2 separate regions of the Cydia pomonella genome follow, and region 1 is linked to region 2. The links are chromatin contacts, called in public Hi-C maps. All regions are on one chromosome and are shown on one strand. Each heading gives the region's core, a stretch centred on a gene start, on an enhancer-like site or on the middle of the called end of the contact. The rest is flanking DNA. Distances are from core to core; before and after follow the strand shown.

What was found. Hi-C and Micro-C count contacts between places; a contact is called where the count stands out from the background.
Region 1: a contact with region 2 is called in a Hi-C map of whole body, with 4 times the contacts expected there. The contact joins the promoter of LOC133528111 here to the promoter of LOC133528330 in region 2. A contact is called at or near these places in 2 of 2 Hi-C or Micro-C datasets (both in whole body).

What each region holds. Positions count from the first base shown.
Region 1 is chr19:1,182,549-1,186,791 of ilCydPomo1, forward strand. LOC133528111 (radial spoke head protein 6 homolog A) reads right to left here and starts at 2,116. Exons shown (of 13, transcript XM_061865335.1): 1 at 1,851-2,116; 2 at 1,452-1,641; 3 at 923-1,048; 4 at 1-59. The coding sequence starts at 1,981. It overlaps LOC133528112 (mitochondrial GTPase 1), which reads left to right and starts at 2,293. Exons shown (of 4, transcript XM_061865336.1): 1 at 2,293-2,895; 2 at 3,387-3,595. The coding sequence starts at 2,492.
Region 2 is chr19:980,679-985,008 of ilCydPomo1, forward strand. LOC133528330 (AMP deaminase 2-like) reads left to right here and starts at 1,945. Exons shown (of 16, transcript XM_061865682.1): 1 at 1,945-2,230; 2 at 4,123-4,246. The coding sequence starts at 2,190. LOC133528329 (AMP deaminase 2-like) reads left to right here. Exons shown (of 17, transcript XM_061865678.1): 17 at 257-1,201.

The DNA.
Region 1 (4,243 bases), core at 866-3,365, 200 kb after region 2:
AGCATCTTCAGCGCTATGAACACAGCGTAGCACTCGCTGGCCGGCAGACCGTACCCGCCCTGTCAAATAAGGTCATTTAATGCGTCATTGGATATTTAGTACATATACGAATGTACGATATCATGTCACTAGAATGATTCTAGTAGAATCTGGAACAGTCCAACTGGAGAGGTGTAACTCTAGTGTAGAACTCTTCCGACCTATCTAGGTTTTTTTTACTACTAGATGGCAGCACAACTATTTCCTTATGCGCTAGCTATTGACTATTGTTTCACTACATTACAGTAAGCAAATTAGTTTGAACTCTCACTAATAGATGTCTTTATCAAATCTTTTTCGACTACTCACCGCTAGATGTCAGCATAAAAATGTATTTTAACGCCATCTGTTAGTCAATAGACAAATGAAGTAAATTTGTTTCACCATTTGATGGCAGTAATTATATTAGTTCAACGTATGGCCACTAGATGGTTCTAATAAATATAGTTCAAATGTTTGTAACTTGTAAAATGTTTGTTACTGTGGGACTTAGTCAATTTGTGTAATAATGTCCTATAATATTTATTTTTATTTATTATTATTATTTAACTACCACTAGAAGTCAGTGTGCTATTTATTCGTTTTAGAATAAATGTATTTTGGCTTTTCAACACATCTAGATCGGCGCGAGCTTAAGGCTATGTTTCCACCAGAGATATGGGAGGATGCGTAGCGAGAGATGTGTTTGACCAATAATAAGAGATGTGTTTGAGAAATAATATAATCACTTCATTTACCTATCCTCGCTTAACGCAGCTCTAGTTAGTGGACAATGACCTATTGGTTCTAAATAATCAATTTATTTGTATACTAATAATACTAGCCCGCAGTAATGAAATAATACTTACGTCTTTCTTATTGCAACGATAATTATTATACTTACCTCTCGGAAATAATAATTGTGCTCGACGAGATCTGCTATACGAGCTTTATTGCCCTCCTCTTCCAAATCCAACTCCTGTTCCTCCTCGTCCATCCCATCCATCTTTTCGCACTTGCTAGCCACCAGCTGAAGGAGAAACTAAGACTAGAAGACGGTAACTGACGACCAGGAGTCATAAAATGTCACGTTTCCAAGTAAAAAGTCCCACTTTGTAGCTTGCCATAAAGACGCTTTGACAAGTTTTTCGTATGTGTTTATACGAAAACCTTGTCAAAGCGTCTTTATGGCAAGCTAGAAAATAAAGTGGGACCTTTGACTAGACTTCGACACAAATATACTTTGTACTTGTGTAATTCGAAAAATGTCCAATGCTGGCTTGCCAGAGTTTACACTCAACTTCATAAAGTATTCGTTGTGAATTCATTTTTTAACTAAGCCAGTCCGTCAGTTCGCGCGGACATCCCCGCATGTAGCTCCCATCTCCGATTGTTTGATCTTAGACTAGTAAATACTAAAGCAGTATTTATACCCGGTACATCTCCTCTTGCAACCGCACGGTGGCAAGTTGCGGCGGTGCGAGATACACGTCATTCAGCAGATCGAAGTTTGGCCGAAACTTGTCCAGTTTTACCCCCCACGAATACTGTTCAAAGTTGTCCACGACGTCCGGAGGCTTTGTGGTCAGGATCTTGTGCACAAGATCCACCATGTGATCATATCTGAGAAAGTAGGATATCTATTCAGGCGGAAGGTAAACGGTATCTTTAAGATTTAAGTAAACAGTGCAGTGCAGCCCTTACAGCGCGTGTGAATTTATAGTTCCATGGGCTCTTAGCAAACCGCTTATATACAGTACAGGCCTTGTTGACTGGCTAAACATAGGAATAGACTGATCAAAACCAGAGCACCTATCTTATCAGATACTTACAACGAGTCTCCCGTAGCTGCACTCTGTTGTTTGAGGAAGTTCTTAGCTAGAATAAGGTCATTGTTAAGATCTGGGAGTATATTTTCTGTGGCAGCTATCAGCTCCGGCTCGCACATGTAAGGCTGAGTCATATTTGAATTGTTATTAAAATAGCTTTAATAGTTAAAAGTACAACCCTTATCCTATTATTTCATCAAGAAATACATTTGAATTATAATAACAACTGTCTGAAAAATTATCAATGAAATTCAATAATACAAGCATAGAAATGTGCCACGGATGACGGTTAAATTATTTGTTTAAGTGTTTCAAATCAAAAATAAGGCGGTTTAAATACGTGAATGAAAAAGACGAGGTTGATGTCGAACCTTCACTGTAGTACAAGAAGTTGTCCCATTCTGGTAAGTTTCCGATCAACCCCCCGAAAGCAGCTGATTGTCAATGTCAAATACATATGAATGAACTTCTTAATTTTGGCACGAGTTTCGCGATATTTTTACCATTTACGTACAGTGTATATGTTTAAACTTACGTAACTAGTTTAAATTATCTTAAACAGCGAACTACGTATATGTAATGATTACTTGATTCCAAACTGTGTTCAACAAATCGACATAACCTCAAAACCAAAACAAATCGAAATGGCAACAAAATTCAACCCCGCGGCGTACAATTTTCGCAAAAAATGCCCTTTCGTGAGCAAGGACCTGCTCCGCTGGTTCCCGGGTCACATGAACAAGGGCTTAAAACAAATGCAGAGAAAGTTAAAGTCCGTCGATTGCGTGATTGAAGTTCACGACGCAAGAATACCCTTTACTGGCAGAAATCCCATATTTACGAATACTTTAACAGGTGCAAAGCCTCACATACTAGTTCTTAATAAGAAAGACTTAACTATAAGTTCATTAATACCGCGGATAAAGGAGCAGCTGAAGGCAGAAGAGGGAGTGCAAAATATAGTGTTTACAAACAGTAAAGACCAAGGTTGTCGCGGATTGAAGACCTTAAGGCCCCTGATGGTTGACCTTATTAAAGACTCGAATAGGTAATTATGTATTTTTTATATATTACTTATCAAAAAAAGGCTTTTATAAAAAAAATTCAGAACATCCCACTATAATTTGTTTTTTTAGCATGAGTAAGAAGGTAGGCGATTTTGTCATGTCTTTTTATTGAAAAAAACTTTTGAAAAATAAGTCACGGCAAATATGTATCATACTTACAAAATTTTACAGTATGGTCATGTTGAGAGTTCCCATGGCCACCGCCACTGGCTGTATCCATTATTAGATCAGCTCCATGCTATTGCATTGTCTTCCGATTTACATATGTATGCAAAACTTCAGCTCAATCTGAAATTGGGAACCAATCAAATTTAGCTTCCACGATTTGACCCACACCATTAACTAACAGGGCAAGTTAAGTAAAAGCTTGTAAAATTTTATTTACCATACTTTTCCCACTAATCCCCTCATTAACTTTACATATAGTTAAGACTACCAAACCAAATACATAATGTTAATGATTGTTTACTAGGTATAACAGAAGCGAAGAGTCCGACTACAATGTAATGATCATCGGGGTCCCAAACGTGGGTAAATCATCGTTGATCAACATGCTCCGCTCCAGGAACATGGGCATCGGGCATGCGTTGCCAGTCGGTGCGGTGGCTGGGGTCACCCGCAGTGTCTTGATGAAGATCAGGATCAACAATAATCCCAATATATTCATGTTGGATACGCCTGGTGAGTCACAATATATATATATATTTTTTTTTATTTTTTTTTAGAAACAAACTGTCATTCATTAACATTAATCAGTGGATTAAGCAGCAGTAAATAGACCTATAGTTTCCTTAATTTACATATCAAAATACGTGGATTAACATCTAAAAACAAAAGTGAACTTCTAAGTCATGTGGAATTTAAGCTAAATAACAAGCAAAGATGTATATATCTTAATTATGAGAAAAACATGCTTGGTATTTCTTTATATAATATATAAGCATTCACATAACATACAATACAATACAAATACTCTTTATTGCACACCTCAATACAGAAACAGTACAAATAATACAACACATAAAGAAGAGGTAAACAACAGGCGGTCTTATCGCTAGTTTCAAGTTTCAAGTTTCTTTATTTGGCCAAGTAACAACAGAACGTTACATCTAGCATGTCAAAATACAGGTCATTGCTAAAACTAATCATGCAATGTCTTATTAGGTATATAGGTAGACAAAATTATATAAATCAAAATATATTAAATGGTAAATGATCAAATACATCAATATAATACAGTATAAAAGCACCTACGCTTAGAATTATTTTACATAATAAAATCATAATTTTTCATTTTATCTGTAAATTCATTAATTGAGTAAAATGGAT
Region 2 (4,330 bases), core at 695-3,194:
TGATATGGACTGTAACGTCTGCAATAAAGTGATTTTATTTTATTTATTTATAATAGATCAAATGTAGCAAAACATAGCACACGTGTAAGCACATAACGCCTTAAAGACCGTTCACGTGCAGAAAAAAAACGCTGGTATTGAAACCGCTCGTACGCTTCGCCGAACACGCTACAGGACAGTCACCACTGAGACCGTACACTTATACAAGCGGTTATTTAAAGATGAGATGAGTGTTCTAACACGTGCAATGTTTCAGGTTCGTTACGCACTGGGGCGAGACTGGGTGCCCCCGCCCGCGCCCACCACTCCGCAGCCGCCCAACATCCACGCGCCCATCGTGAGCCTGAAGAGACCATCGCTAGTGTAAAGATTTGCATCATAATCGTATAATAATTCTACACTACCTAATGTATATTACTGTAGAATTATAAAGCCTTATGCAGTTGCAGATATCACACAACATAGACGCAGTGGCATAGCTAGGCGTGGGCGAATGGGGTCTCTCGCTCACGGCCTCGTACTCGCCAAGCCAACTTTTTTATTACTTTGGAAAAAACACATTTAAAAGGCCTCGCAGATGTGGTTTCACCCACGGCTAGATTATTTCACGCTACGCCACTGCCACTTCATAGATGAGTAATCCAACGCCCCTCCGGCGTGTGAACGAGACAGATATGCACGTACTTATGCAGCGATGTCTCACACGCCGCATCAGACCGGCGTGCGTTCAATGTGTAGACCGCCTTATAGAAGACAAAACTGAGGATCTACCGCGACAATTAAAAATTAGTTTTTAGCCTATACTTATAACTTACATATTCGGGCGATAGAGAGGCAATTAGACCAGAAGTGCTTCGCGGTAGGCCGTCTGGGCGGTTCAATATGCTGCACATCAAAATATGGTTTATTCCCAGTGAGTTCATTGTTATGGTATGGCTACAAATATTTTGAGTTAGGTATATAGGCTTATTATAAAATTTGAAGGTAACTAACTTCAAGCAATTAGGTATCTTATTAGTTTAATAGAGTATTAAGCGAAGCTAATATAATTATACATAATGGGATATATAGATATTACGATGTTGTAGATTTGCATATGTATATATGTATTTTGTATTGTAACAATTTACTGTACTGTACTGTACTGTGGACAATTTAAATTACATAATATATATAATAAATAAGTATATTGTTAATCCAATTTGTATTTTATTTTAATTACATTTTATTTGTTAGTTTTGGTACCTACTTCCGTTACGCGCCTTGTGCAAATCATGGTTTTTAGCTTATTGATACCAATCCTATCACATCAATATCACATAGTATCAAATCCTATGCACCTCGCCGTGCGCAAAAGACTCCTTCTATAGATTTGATTGCTTACATTATTTTTCTGATGTCAGCGTCATCTGGTGTTGACAAGATGTAGTTAAGTTTCTAATTCCGTCGTAAGATGTTGCTAATAAAGTTATTTCGGCATTTCATCGCTAGATGTCAGTTCCACTAATGATTTCTACGCCATCTAGTAGCCAATAGCGTAACTAAAGTTTTAATTCCTAGCTTGGGTGTCAAGGTAGTTTGAATTTTTATCTCTAGATGGCAGCACAAAATTTAATTTTAACGCCATCTGCGGGGCAATAGATAATACTCTACCCTAGATTACTTAGTTATTCTATTCACTACTAGATGCCAGTGTTTAATGTCGTTCAATAAAATAAATTGTATCAGTATATAAAATTGAATATGGGGCATGGGCATTTTCACTTAACTGTGTACCATTAATTAACAGCCGGTTAGCATTGTCACAAAACCCCATAGTTTAAGTCGCGCTTTAAATTACAAGTTAAAATGAAAATGCCTATATACCCATATATTTATAAAACAAAAAAAAGAACTCATCAAAACGTTACACACAGACGAACACAAGAGATTCTAATAATATTAACGTTGTAATAAATTTCCGTTATAATAAATTCGTTTGTTTTTGTTATGGAGTAAAATAAGAATGCAACCTCCATACCGCGTAAGCAACCGTTATACAACAGCAAAACTTTTTGTTAAACCGCCGTCAGTGCCAAATAACATTGAATTTGTCAACATAACCTATAATATGTAAACATTTCAATTCATTAAGATAATGGGATAAATTAAATAAAAGTATAGTATTTGACCTCTAAAACAGTAAAATCATGATTGGCAAGCAGCATTTGACTGGAGATCGTTCACCAAGGTATTGATTGCACTTCTCAGTCCAAAAATACTTAAGGTCCACCGCGGGATAAATGCAACTAAAGTATGGGGTCTAGTGAACCGTTATTTTTTACTTTGAAATAAAATGTAACAGAGGGCGTTCCGATTACCTGTATTCGAGGATTAAATAATAGACCATTAATCCAGAGTTGTAGGTATTTATCCCGGTTGACCTTATTCCATACACACTTATAGGGAGCGTGCATGAACTGTAGGAGGCCCAGGAGGCAAAGGAGCCGTCAGATTATTGGCGCGAGGCGTAAATGTGATGTTTTTTTGTTCCGATGTAGCCCGCAAGATGGCAGAGCCTACTATGCACAAGAAAACACGTGACGTGTACATGTTTATAGTTTCGATTCAGGCCACAAGATGGCAGACCCTCCAACGCGCACGGACCCTATACAGTTACACAAAGGCAAAACTATATAGGGCGGCAAAGCGGGTAAAATACTACGGGCCCCCGGCCTGAGAGGGGACTCAATTTTACCGAGAGACCGTGAGCATAGGCCCCCATTTGATAATTTTGCCTCAGACCTCTGTTGTAGTTACACCACTGCCCAAATAAATACTCCTCTTTTGTTAGCCTTTGTAAATTCGTTTAGTTAATATCTGAGGCACATAAATATTGAAGATTGTTTGATAATCAGCATACCAACTTACCAAGTCACGTGGCTTATTTATCTACATAACACATGTTTTAAATGACTGATACTGACGCAATGTGTGCAAGTTAGGTACGGAGAGATTTCTAAAAGTTCGAAAAAATACTCAATCATTTCCGTTTTTAGGGTTCCGTAGCCAAATGGCATAAAACGGAACCCTTATAGTTTCGCCATGTCCGTCTGTCTGTCTGTCTGTCTGTCCGAGGCTTTGCTCCGTGGTCGTTAGTGCTAGAAAGCTGAAATTTGGCATGGATATATAAATCAATAAAGCCGACAAAGTCGTACAATAAAATCTAAAAAAATATTTTTTTAGGGTACCTCCCCTACACGTAAAGTGGGGGTGAAATTTTTTTTTCGCTTCAACCCTAGAGTGTGGGGTATCGTTGGAAAGGTCTTTCAAAACGAATAGGGGTTTTCAAGAAACATTTGATAAAGTGAATATATTCGGAGATAATCGCTCCGAAAGAAAAAAAAAATGTGTCCCCCCCCCCCTCTAACTTTTGAACCATAGGTCCAAAAAATATGAAAAAAATCGTGGAAGTAGAGCTTAAGAAAGACATTAAATGAAAACTATAGCGGACATGATCAGTTTAGCTGTTTTTGAGTTATCGCAAAAAGTTTTCCCTTCATAGTAAAAAGACTTATTTTAATTAGGTACTGATTATGCAAATTTGCCTATTTGTTTAACTCAGGTGAAAGGTACCGTTTCATCCCTTGGTTAACAGTTTACTATACTTTAAGCTCCAGTTTAGCTTATTGTGACGGAAGAGTAACTACGGAACCCTACACTGAGCGTGGCCCGACATGCTCTTGGCCGGTTATTTTTACCTTTTTTTAGGAAATGAAATTTTTTGTACCTAATACAGGTAGATGCAGGGCGGGAGGTCACTTCTTTGCAGCTGATTGTGTACGTAAAGTTATTGAAATTATTCCTTGTGGAAATTTCGCAATGTTTGAAACATTCCAATGGCATGTCAGTACCTCTGGGCAGAAGGTAGTATACCTACTTAACCTGAGGTTCGAAGGACCATTTTGTTCATACCTACAAGTTGCTAAGTTACCAATGTTACCATTAAAATTTACATATAGTGATAATATGTAGCCTCTAGCAAATACCACCTACCATTAGTTAGTTTGCATTGGGAATGATATCTTTGGGATAATTCGAACAACTTCTGTTTGTTGCTCTAATATCGGTTCGAACATATAGAAACCACCAGGAGAGACGACCGCTTCCGACGGAGCTGGAGGATCTGCCGCCACCGGGCGACAGCAGGCCCAATGGCCTCGGCTTCTACCAACGCCGGGCCTCTGTCGGGCTTCATCGCATCGGGGTAAATGCTGATCAATTTGTTTACATTTCAAAATATGGACGGAGGTTGTTGACATGCTCAAAAGCCTTTATGCTTGGTCAAATG